2 separate regions of the Mus musculus genome follow, and region 1 is linked to region 2. The links are chromatin contacts, called in public HiChIP or PLAC-seq maps. All regions are on one chromosome and are shown on one strand. The core of a region is the stretch at or near the end of the contact, and the rest is flanking DNA. Distances in the headings are between cores, read along the strand shown.

The links. HiChIP or PLAC-seq counts read pairs in DNA pulled down with a chosen protein or histone mark.
Region 1: an H3K4me3 HiChIP or PLAC-seq map of bone marrow-derived macrophages shows a contact between it and region 2, with 3 times the contacts expected there. The contact joins the promoter of Idh3a here to the enhancer-like site in region 2. A contact is called at or near these places in 1 of 39 promoter capture datasets (liver), 2 of 484 Hi-C or Micro-C datasets (the HPC-5 cell line and cerebellar granule neurons), 5 of 115 datasets of contacts at active chromatin or transcription factors (the 230-238 cell line, bone marrow-derived macrophages, neural tube and 1 more) and 4 of 9 other capture datasets (adipose tissue, bone marrow-derived macrophages, liver and 1 more).

What each region holds. Positions count from the first base shown.
Region 1 is chr9:54,585,195-54,591,715 of GRCm38.p6, forward strand. It overlaps Idh3a (isocitrate dehydrogenase 3 (NAD+) alpha), which reads left to right and starts at 1,317. Exons shown (of 11, transcript NM_029573.2): 1 at 1,317-1,349; 2 at 4,664-4,726. The coding sequence starts at 1,323.
Region 2 is chr9:54,464,284-54,470,376 of GRCm38.p6, forward strand. The region is part of intron 6 of Dmxl2 (Dmx-like 2); the gene reads right to left. Among named protein-coding and RNA genes, the nearest start is that of Dmxl2, 34 kb to the right of the region's middle. Within about 2 kb of position 3,443, at least 53 of the 459 cell types and tissues checked have an H3K27ac peak or open chromatin away from gene starts, as enhancers often do. A contact at or near this core is called in bone marrow-derived macrophages, where this site is marked.

The DNA.
Region 1 (6,521 bases), core at 67-2,566, 120 kb after region 2:
AGTGCTTGAGTGCTTCATGGCTTCATGGTAGGTATCCTTACCTTAGCTTTTGAGACAGGTCTCCCACTCACTAAACAACCTGGGGCTCATCATATCAGCTAGGCTGTCTGGCAATGGCAGCAGGATTCACCTAGCTCTGGATTTTCATTGCTGGGGTTATAGATGCTCACTCTTTCCTGACTCTTTACATGGGTACTGGGTATTGAATTCAGGTCCTCATGCTTTTGAAACAAGCACCTAACCCACTGGGCCATCTCCCCAGCCCAAGAGCTGTGTTTTCTGAATTTATTTTATGAAAACACTTACATTTGCTAAAAACTTCAGATTGTACATTTACATCAAGTACTTTTTAAAAGATTTGTCTATTTTATGTATATGAGTGTTTTGTCTGCATGTAGGTGCCTGTGCCATATTGGTATCTGGTGCCCTGTGAGGCCTGAAGAAGGTACTGGATCCTCTACATCTGGAGTTACAGACATTTGTGAGCCATCATGAGGGTGCTGGGAACTGAATCCGGGTCCTCTGCAGACTAATAAATGCTTTTTATTCAGTAAAGCTATTAAAAAAAAATAAAAATTAGCCAGATGATGGTGGAACACGCCTTTAATCCCAGAACTCGGGAGGCAGAGGCCAGATCTCTGTAGGTTTGAGGCCAGCCTGGTCTAGCGAGTGAGTTTCAGGGTAGCTGAGGCTATGCAGAAGAACCCTGTCTCAAAAAACAAAACAAAAAAATGAAAATTTAAAAAAAAATGTAAGAATCAAGTTAGGCGAGGTGGTGCATGCCTACAGTCCCTGTACCTGGGAGATAGAGGCAAGAAAAGAGGAACCCCTGGCAGTCCGGGGTTCAAACCCAGCCTCAGCTACATAATCAGTTTGAAGCTCCATGATACTGTCTTAAGAAATGAAACAAAACAAAACAATGTTTGAAAATAAGCAAGATATTTGTCCCAGTGGGACCGCAAAGTTTTAAGGGGCGCACAATCCCCCAAATAAAGAAGGCTGATTGGTCCCCTAATAGGTCGGAAACAAAAAACTCATCCAAACAGCTTTTCAATGAATGAAGCGGGAGGAAGGGGAGGAGGCTTCCGGGTCGCAGCTGGGCCCGCTCCGCGCGTCATCAAAAGATGAAGGCGGTGATTGGTCAGCTAGCGGCAGCTGTGCAGCGGGGTCCGGAGCGGGGCGGTGAGCGATCGAGAGACCCGAGCTAGGGGCGGGGCCACACGGAGCCTCGGGGCGGGGCCGTGAGGGGCGGGCTTGGGAAGAGGGCTATGCGCATGCGCCCTGGTGTTGCCGCTGTCGCCGCGGTGAGGGAAGTGGACGCGATGGCCGGGTCCGCGTGGGTGTCCAAGGTGAGCGCTACAGGGCAGCAAGCTCGAGGGCGAGCAGGGAGAGTAGGCTGTGATCCCGCCTGATGGATGGCGGAGGCGAGCGCGCGGAGGCGGCTCATGGCCCGCGGGCAGTGTTTCGGGGAATGTGGCCGGCACGCCGTGCGTGGCTAGCCCTGAGCCGGGACAGCCGCGCCGGGCGGGGACGGCGTCAAGGTCAAGGCGGCCAGTACTGCTCCGGGTGTCCCCACCAGTGTCCTCCAGGATAGGTGCACAGGCCTCCCCCGGAGCCCTTGAGGGTCACAGACAGGCCACCTAGGCCCCGCGGCCCTGTCACCTGCGGGTCTCCGGGCAGCATGCCCAGGTCGCCCCTCCCTGATCCCTCAGCCTTTGACCGGGTAAACGCTGGGCGCAAGAGGGTTTTCGAGGTGAGGGAATCCCGGGCCGTTAGGCCAGCCAGATTTTTCTCTCTCTTGGAACTCTTCCTAGTCTGATGCCTGGTGCCCTGGTAGGTATTCCTCCTTCAGAGGACGCAGGGCATCGTGCTCCTTGGAGTTATACTCTGAACGTTCAGGGAGATCGCATCATCGTCCTTTCACCTTCAGTTGTTGGGACCCAGCGATCTGGGACTCTCTAGTTCTCCCTGATAGTTCAGGTACTAGAGCTGGAAGGCGCTTCAGGTTACATATGCAGTCTTTTCGTTTCCTGGTGGAGCTGACCTGCCCTCGAAGACAAATTTGCTCAAGGTCATACAGGAGGTCATTGTCATCTTTGAGAGAAACCCGAGGTATTTTGATTTTCTGTCTCTCCGGTGGCCAAGGTCACTTAGCTAATTATGGATATAGTACTGACCAGGCCGTAGGTCATCTGATGCCGTCGTGGGTGGCTCTCTAGAAGTCTGCTATAAGCAATGCAGATTTTTAAATGAAATTTGTATTGCCCTTCTCCTTTAAAGAGAGGTTTGGAGATGCACTATTGTTTATTAATAATTCAATTTAGGGGTTCTTAATTTTAAATCCTGACAAAGCCATTGGCCAATTGTGTATCCTCTGCAAACTATTTAACATCTGCGAACCCACCTGTAAGATACATGTGCTTGTGTCACAGGTATTTCTGCATGAAAGCACCTATTCCATGTAGAAGGACATGAAAGCCTGAAGCTTTCCTAGCTATCGATGTATCTGTCTTGGCAGTGATCAAGCAGACAGTGATTCTGGGACATCAGTAACTAGGCTTTTTTGTTTGGTGACTAGAATCTACGTTGTCACTATGTTCAGACCCACTTTTGCTTGAGATGCTGTTAGGTCACATTTGGTTTTAAAGGTGTAGCAACAAGTCAGTCCTTTAATGTCTGGGCTTACACACTCTACCTGATTCATGTTGCTAGGTGTAGTCAGCCTTGGGGGACTAAATAAGGCTAAGTAGTAAAGAGCGTCCTGGAAAATTGCTTTTTCCTTTAGCCCTGTAAGAAATCCACAAGAGTTCAGAACTTATTGGCCATAGGGTCAGAAGATGCTCCCCTGGGACTTGATTGCCTGTGTGACCTTTGGCAGAGTGGCCCAGGCTTTGGTTCAGTCTCTCTCAAGGGATTAGGGCTTAAGAAGGGGCTCCCGAGGTTAACTCGTGCTGAAGTACCAAATGGTATTTGGATTTTTATAGTACTGGGCTTCCTTTCAGGCAGGGCTTTGTTTTGTTTGAAGACAGTGTCTCCACTAGTCTAGCTGACGCTATAGGTAAGGCTGACCTGATCTTCCTACTTCCACCACCTTCCAAGTTCTGGAATTAGAGTTATGAGCCACCACACCCAGTGTCCGTTAAAGTTTTATTTGTTTCTTTTTCTTTTTTTTTTTAAAAAGGGTCATTTGCAGATCATAGGTGCTTTCCCAGTGAGAAAGTGAAGGTTTTAGAGGTTTTCAAGGCTCCAAAGACAATGATGAGCCTGGCTTACTTCCTACACAGTATCTCTTGGTTTGGGTTGGAATATGAAGGTAAAAAGGAAGCGAGGAGCCACAGGGTTAAGGTGATCCAGGGCCTGAAATCAAGGTCGGGAAGGTAAGGCTAGGTCCTCTTGCCTGAAAACGCGTCTCCTTGGGAATTACAGGAGTAAAATGATTCACAAGTATAGTATAAGGTGAAAGACAGTGTGTCATGTGAACTTCTCTCTGGATGGACTTTGTCAGTGCATTATTTCAGTCCAAGAACATAGAGGAGAGATGAAAATGTGGGAAATCCCAGCTGTTAGAAGACAGCCATTGCAGGCATGGAAGCTGGGATGGGAACCCTCAGCTACAGGCAGGATTGAGGATGGCCTGGCTTGTACCAGGCACTGTAGACACAGTAGCAGACAAATCATAAATGGCTTGCATGTCTTGGGATGCTTAATTACTATTGTAGTGCTGGGCCTTAAGCCTGGTGACAGGGGTACTCTACCACTGAGCTACCTCCTCAGCACCTTTCTTTCCCTCCGTTTTTAATTGTAAGATCTAATCTCAATACATTACCCAGGTTGACCTTAAACTCACTCTGAAGACCAGTACAGCAGGCTTGAGGTTTTGTTTTGGTTTTTTTTGTTTTTTAAGACGGTTTCCCTGTGTAGCCTTGGCTGGCCTAGAACTCAGAGAATTCCCTGCTATACTACCACACCAGGCTCTCCTCTGTTCAGTATGTACACTGGCTTCCCTGGAACTTGAGAAACCATGCATTGGTTTATAAGCTCACTTGCACTCCCCGTTTTGTTACCCCAAAACAAAAAGCATAGACTCTGTTCACAGATCTTCCATATATAAACTCAATTTCAAAAATATCAAAAGATTTCAAAATCTTTAGTGCTGAGATTGGGGAATTGGCTCAGTCTGTAAAGTGCTTGTCCTACAAGTGTGATGCCCTGAATTCACATTTCCTGCACCTGCAAAAAATTGGGTGGTGGCACATGCCTGTAATTCCAGCATTAATGAGGCTGAGGCAGGAGGCTCCTTGGAGCTCCCTGGCCACATCTTCTTAAGTTGGTGAGCTCCCCTGTCTCAAAAACTAAGAGAGGAGGACACCTGGTGTGGACTTCTGACTTTCACATGCATGCACATACTAATTACCACACGTGCCCACACAAACAGCCAAAGACAGAAAAAACACAGAATATCAGTCTAGGGTTTCAAGTCTGAGCAGGTCAGCCAATTGAGCTAATAATATTTGAGACAGTATTCCTGGAACTTCTCCAAGTTAAAAACAAAACCAAAAAACCCTCCAGTTTTTCCAACTCCCCCAAGCAAAACTATCAGAAATGACTCAAGTATTGAGCTGTGAGTTCTGTGTGTAACATTTCTCTGTTGATATTAATGTAGGTCTCTCGGCTGCTGGGTGCATTCCACAACACAAAACAGGTGACAAGAGGTTTTGCTGGTGGTGTGAGTATAATTACATCTTTTATTTTTTCCTTTTAGAAGTTTCTCAAGAAAGATGCTCAAATACATTTATTACTTAGCATTCCTTCTTCATTTACTTAAAACTAAAGGGAATTGGCCACACGTCTAATGTATACTAAAATTATTGGCAGACAAATACACAAATCTCTTATCATTTTCCTATTTAAAAGGAGTCTGTTACATCTGGCTATGTAAGCTTGTCCCATTAATATCTTCAAGGAGCCATGATTAAAAATAGAAGTTACCCGGAGCCTGTTACCTTATTTTATAATCTCGTTACTGTCTTAAGACACTTAGGGGTTTTATTTTTTCAAAAACAAGTACAAATTGAAAGAAAATTGTTGAGAAGCTTCAAAACCCTGCTCTGCATTTTTGTTTTCTGAGCTTCCCTAAGAACCGTAGATTGGTCACCAGCTATGAACACCTTGTGCTTCTGTGGGCCCTGCAGGCTTACACTTTCCTTGTGCAGCCTGCAGACCCCACTTTAGCAGATCACCTCGTGCTCGCTAAATCTGCTGCTTTGGGAACCTCCTGGCTATAGAGTCCTGTGCTTGAAAAGCTGATGTCACATTTTTGGAGCATTCCAAGACTGTGTGTCAGTGACTTCCTATTTATTTTTGTATCCCCTTTTATAGAATCTGATTTGGATTTTATAATTCCTTCATTCCTATACTCCCACATGATGTTTTATGCCATGAGGAATTGAAGAGACTATAGTATATTTCTCCCTCTATTTGCTGTCTATTCTGGAGAAGAGTAGCTTCCCAGATGAGATCACCTGTGGGAGAACAGGAAGAGGAACCCGTGGCCCTGCTTATGCCAGAACGCAGATACGAACTCAGAGCAGTTGAATGTATGAGCAAGACCCATGCAAGCCCAAACCAGACTAAATCCCAGCATGGAAGGGGGTATTGGGCACAAAATCCCACCTCTCGATGGGGAATGATTGGCTAGTATTAGCTATTGGGAGAGGGAGAGTCTGGTTTCTCTAATTAGAGTGTAGGTCCTAGTCAAATGACCATGGGCCATTGGAAATCCACATGTTCAAGAATATTTGAGCATTACAAATTGGTCTTGAAAAGAGAAAAAGGCCACAAAGCTAGGTGGGCGGGGAAGGAGGAGGTGAGTCTGGGGAGAGTTGGAGGGAGGTGAATGTGATCAAGACACATTATATGGAATTCTCAAAGAACTAATAAAAATTTTTTAAAAATACAGAATAAGGCTTGCACTTCAAGCTCAAGAATAGCCATGCCAACATTTCAAACCCATTCTGAAGCTGGACCTGATGGTACAGCTGTGAACTCAGCTGCTCAGGAGGCTGAGGCAGGAGGATCAACAGAAGTACAGGGCCTCCTGGGCTCCTTAGCCTGGTCAGTGAGGCCATTTCAAAAGAAATAATGAAGATCTATATTTTCAGAAGGGCTGATTCAGCCATATACAAAACTTGAGAAATAATTAGTCAACCTGTCCAGGTGTCATTATAAGGCAGAGGACCAGGGAAAGTTGAATTAGTGATTAAAACAAATAAGTTTATGATTTAAAAAAATATTTTATTAATTCTTTGAGAATTTCATACATGTACTCAGTGTATTTTAATTATATTTATCTTACTCTTCCCCTTCAATTAATGAAGTTTTTAAAATATACTTGAAGCAACTAGAACTATATGCCAGGTAAAATGTAGTTCCCTCGAAGAGGGGTCTGAGTGAGTGTTCAAATCCTCTCATCTTTTCTTCTGACATATTTTATTTCCTCAGTGTTTGAAATGCTTGCTCAC
Region 2 (6,093 bases), core at 2,193-4,692:
GAGGCACTCGCGGACCTGCCAACCCAGATGCAGGGCAAGATGAAATTGGAAGATCACAAGCACGAAGCCAGCTTTGGCAACTAAGACACTGGCTCAATTTGTTTAACTTTTTATTACACCTTACTGTTTATTTGTGTGTATGTGTCTGTATCTGAGAGTGAGCACACACACATGCCATGGTGTGCAAGTAGAAGACACAGGGCAATATGCAGTGTTCTGCTCTCTCCTTCAACCACACAGGCCCCTAGAATCAAACTCAGGTTGTCAGGCTTGCTAACAAATGCCTTTACCTGCTGAGCCATCTCTATGGCACCCAAAATATATTTCAAATGGGGAAGGGGTAAGGCTATAGCTCACCCCCTTATAGTGATAGATTTACCTTGCTTATACAAAATTCTAGATTCAATGCCCCATACCAAAAATAAAATAAAGTGTCAATGGCTCTGTCAAAAGACCATACACCTAAACCTGGCCTGGTGGCACATACCTGTCATCCCAGGTTAGGGGAGGCGGAAGGACCAGGAATCAGTTACATATGCATACGAGGCCTGTCTGAGCTAGGTCTCAAAAAATAAAAGCATATCACCAGGAGAGATCATGCACATCTTTAATCTCAGCGTCCAAGACATAGAAGCAATCAGATCTTTGTAAGTGAGGCCCAGCTGTCTATATAATTAGCTTTTAAAAAAAAAAAATCTATCCTATGGGACTCCGAGGCCTACACACACTCAGCCAAGTGCTCTGCCACTGAGTGGCAGGCAGCCCAACTCAAATGACTCTTGATTCAACTGCTATACAATTTTAGTATTTCAGAAGTGGCCATTATTCTACATGTATCTCCATATACAGCCTTATTAAGAAGCCAGCCTTCTGCTGTGGATGGTGTCACACCTTTTGCCGCAGACCCTCTGGTCCCCTTTCGACCAGAGTGCGTGGCAATCTTTAACTTCAGCCCTTGGGAGGCCAAGGCAGGTAGATCTCTGTGTTCAATCCTTAGGACTCACAAGATAGAATGAGATTCTAAACAGCAGTCCTTGGCCTTCATACCCTGGCACATGTGTGAGCACTCCAAACCCCAACATACAAAAGTAAATAAACTGGTTTAAGAAAAATCATAAATTAGACTATTTTTCAAATCATTATTTCTATGATCTTGAAAATAATTTTCCTTCATTATTAACTCATTCTTTTCAGGCATTGTTTTTAAAGTTCTCTGTGAATCTCTGCATTCTATGCAGAAACTCCCTTTTTATTACCCTTAAGTGACTGAATAAGCTTATCAAAACTTTCAGGGTTTTGTTTCTCATATCTAATTTCAGTAATTTTTTTCCTTCCAAATTACTTGTCCCAGCTGTCCTCATCTGTTGTAGCTGTGATGGTCCCTGTTGTCTTTGACTCCCTGCTTGCCACTTAGGTAAGCTGTTTGGGAGTGGAGAGAGAGGAAGCCCGTTGTACAAAAGGCTTCAGCAATCTCAGGGGCTGCAGAAGGCCTCAACCAAAAGTCAGCAAAAAGCTAGCCCTTCAGCCAGACTGATGCAAGAAATCACCTCTGCCCACTGGAGTAAGTCTGCAAGCTGATTCCCTAGCTATGTCTCCAGGTGAGAATCCAGGCTCTAAGCCACCTTCATTAGTGTTTCACACCCCTCATCAGAGCACCTAGCCAAGCCAAGACTCCTAATTCAAAAAGCTGAGATAATAATGTGTGGTGGAAGCTGCTGTGTTTGTAGTGTTACACAGTAAAATGAAAGCCAATATAGATATCTATTGATAAATATTATTGATAAATTTAAGGCAGACAAAGGGTACAGAGAATATGTTGGAAGGTGAGGTACAATTTATAAAGGTACCTAAAGAAACCTTGCTATCAAAGTGACAGTCAGGGGGCTGGTGAGATGGCTCAGTGGGTTAGAGCACCCGACTGCTCTTCCGAAGGTCCAGAGTTCAAATCCCAGCAACCACATGGTGGCTCACAACCATCCGAAACGAGATCTGACTCCCTCTTCTGGAATGTCTGAAGACAGCTACAATGTACTTACATATAATAAATAAATAAATCTTAAAAAAAAAAAAAGTGACAGTCAGAAGTAAAAGGAAAAGGCCACACAGATGTCTGGGAATGCAAGGTTGGGGGTTTAAGTGTAGCAACTCTATGTGTACATGTGCCAAACCTGTTTATGAACACTGATTCAAGTCTACACAGGTATGAAATAACAGGAAATATGACTGAAGGAATGATCCCTGGACCTACAGTCCAGTACAGTGTGCATGTGGGCCATTATAAAGCTTCTGGCTTTCCAAAAATGAAAAGGAAACCTCATGACAGGTTCAGGGGAGTGTTGAGACAGGGTCTTACTTTGTAGCTCAGGCTAACCTGACACAACAATCTTCTTACTTTGGGCTTCTCAGTGCTGGAACTAAAGGTGTGTGCCATATCTGATCTTTTGGCTTGGATTTTTAAAAAGAACACATTGAAAAGACAGGAACACAGTTAAAATCTGGAAGAATTGTTGTAGTAAAGTTTTAAAGACAGCACGTGATTCATAATGGTGGCTTGTAACTGAATTCCCATGGAGGCAATCAAGAAGCGCACAGGGTTTATGTGGATGGGCTCACTGTCCACTGTAGCTTAAAAAACTAGTGAGTAGATTATGAATACATCCAAAAAGAGATCCACAAGGATGGTAGTGGAGGTGAGGATCCAGGGATAAAGGGAGAGGGGCAAGCAACAGACACAATCTTGTCATCAGCATTTAAAAGATGGCATTTGAAAACTAAGAGAACAGCTATGTTTAGAGAAAAGATCCAAAAACTAAATCTGGGCACTACAATACGAAAAACCGCAGAGACAGCTGGTGTGGCATACACCCATAATACCAGGACTCAACAGGTAGAAACTAAAGGATTAGAAGGCCATCCTCAGCTATACAGGGAGCTAGAAACCAACCTGAGATCCATGGGACTCTGCACCGCCACCACCACCACCAAAAATAACTCTGCCCAAAGTTGCAGAAACAAAATAATGCAAAAAAAAAAAAAAAATTAAAGGACAATTACAAATAGGCAGAGGACAGATATTCTAGGCAGTGAAAATACTCTACACAACACTACAATGTCAGGTCCATGCACTCATAAATTTACTCAGGCCTGCTGGATGGGCACAAGAGTGAGTCTTAAGATAAAACACTAACTTTGGGTACCAAGAGTTGTCAGTGCAAGTTCATCAGCTGAAATAAATGTGGGCTGAACAGGAAGATGTACATGTATAAAGGGATAAGCAGTTCAGAGATTTCTCTGTGCCTTCCTCAGTTTTCCTGCGAATCCAAAGTACTCCTTTAAAAAAAAAAAAAAAAAAGGCTTTAAAAAGAAAGAAGTAACTAATGTGTTGACTCATGGTTGTAAGTTAAGTAAGAATCAACCACAGGCCTCAGTAACAGGAAGCTTCTGATGGCTCCAGAAGAGCTGGTAAGTGCTGGTAAGTGGTCTCAACTGAAATGAGGGAAACCCCATGGAGACAGAAAAAAGAAAACACCCTTTTTAGGCTCCACAAGGATGCAGGCAAACCCAACAGAAGCTGAGGGGTGTTTCTGTCATTCCTGCTTGTGGAAACAGACTCTAAGCCACTCTCCTGACAATACAATAAAAGTGTGTGCTTAGAATAAGCCTTCTCCGACTCAGCCCCCCACTGTTAGGATGACTACTAGCAGGAGCCACCATGCCTAGCCAATGAGAAGAGGGGACTTGCTATATTGAGGACTATATCAAGTCTTGCTATACCAAGACTGCTTTTAAAAGCATAGCAATTACGGCAGTGGCACAAGTACAAGGAATGGACACACTGAACAGAGCCCAGAACCAAATGTATAGAAGTGCAAACATTCGACTTATGACAAAGGTAGCTCCAGAGAGCAAGGAAAGAGAAGCCATTCAATACACTGTGTGGGACCCCTGGATATACAGACAGATACACAGAAAAAAATTAACTGCTGCTGTCTAACCATTCCCCCAAATTATGAAAATTACTAAATGTCAAGTACAAATATAAAATGCCCAGCTTCTCAACCAGGGGTTCTCAATGTAACAGGTGCTTTTGGTCCATCACTCATACCCAACAGGCTTAGCAATCTGGTGTGTCCGTTTCAACTGAAAGTCTACTTGCATCTCTATGTTTGAAGCATCTCTATGTTTGAACCATCTCAGTTCTAGCCTCGCCAGTCCTCTACCAATTACTGATGTGTAAAGAATATAAATAAGAAATTAATTTGGGAGGGTAAGGAAGTGTAAAAAAAAAAATCCGGGAGAAGTTGGAGAAGGAGAAAGAATATGATTAAATATACTGTATGAAAAATATTTTAAGTAATTTTAAAGAGTATGTACAATGACTATAATGTATATGAGTAATGCTGGCTCTCAAGAGTACCCACAGATTTAAATCAATTAATACACTTAAGAAAAGGCATGCAGCCATGTTCCTTAAGAATAGGCCTCAATCCAGTATATCTTGTCTGATATTTCCCATGTGATGACTTGTTAACTGTCACGGTGGCAGAATCTAGAATGGCCTCGAAGACAGGCCTCTGGGCACACCTGTGGAGGACTAGCCTGACTGCACTAACTAGGGGGAGGCAACCACCCACTGTGGGTACAAACATTCCTGAATATTCCCTGGCTAGGATCCTAGACTCCATGAAATGGGAAAGGGGGCTGAGAAGCACCGTGCATTTGTCCCTCTGCTTCGTGACTTAGGATGCAACAGGACCTGCCTCTGCAAGCTTCTGCCTCTGTGACTTCCCCATGATGACGGTCGTAACTCAGAACTGCAGCCAAAACTCACTTTTCTCCCTCAAAGTTGTTTTGTCAGAGTATTTTATCACAGTAGAATCAAAGAAACCAAGACACCTCCCATATTAACTATACATATCCTTATCTCAATGTGTGATTCTAAAGAAGCATGGAAATTAAGACCCAAAGTGCCATGAACTTGAAGAACAATTACCTCTGTTTCCATAACTACTATTTGAAGAAAATGCTTCAACAAAGCAGAGCAGTGTTAACAATCTGTGTGATATCTGCCTAGAAATCAAATATTTTGATACCACATGATGGTTGCTACACATCTCAAAATATTTTCACATATTTTACCTAGAAATTGTTAATGATCAAAACCTCTGCTAACCTGCATATGACTGTAACCTTCCTGTCTACAATGTGGTACAATTTTCCTATTATGTTCTTGTAACTCTTGAGCAACTACCTCTGTGTCACGCCACAAGACTGGGCCACAAGACAGTAAAACTGGACAGTTTCACAACTAGAGACACCCAAAGGAATCTAAGTCAGCATACTACAAAGAGCCGCCTGCATACCCATGTTTACTGAGCACTGTTCACAATGGCCAAGGTCTGCAAGCAGCTGAGGTATCTGTCAACAGATGAGTGCATAAAGTGATACATATATGGGCTTACCTTTGTTTCTGTTGTCTGGGAGGTATTTTTATGGGAGGAGGGAAACATTGCTTGAGACAGGTTCTCATTATATAGCCATGGCTGGTCTTGAACTCATAATCCTCCTGCCTCCACTTCAATCTCCCAAGTGCTAAGATTATAAAATACTGTGCCATCACAGCCTGCCATGAAGGAGTTGTTTTAAGAATTTTATTTATACATTTTAATTTTTATGTTCATTGGTGTTTTGCCTGCCTGCATGTCTGTGTGAAGATGGCAGATCCTGGAGTTACAAACAGTTGTAAGCTATCACATGCTGGAAATTGAACCTGGGTCCTCTGGAAGAGCATTCAATGTTCTTAATCACTAAGCCCCAGTCTGTCTGTCTGTCTGTCTGTCTGCAGAAGCTTACATGTATCACCCGTATACAGGAACCACAGAGTCCAGAAGTGGTCATTGGACTCCCTGGTACTGGAATTGCAGGCAGTTGTAAGCTACCATGTGGGTATTGGGGACCAAACTCAGATGCTCCAAAACAGTAATGTGTACTTTTAACCTCTGAGCCATCTCCCTAACACCCATAGTGGAGCTTTTTGTCTGCCATTAAAAAAAGTTAAACTTTGTGATTTTCAGAAAAACAGATCAAACTAGA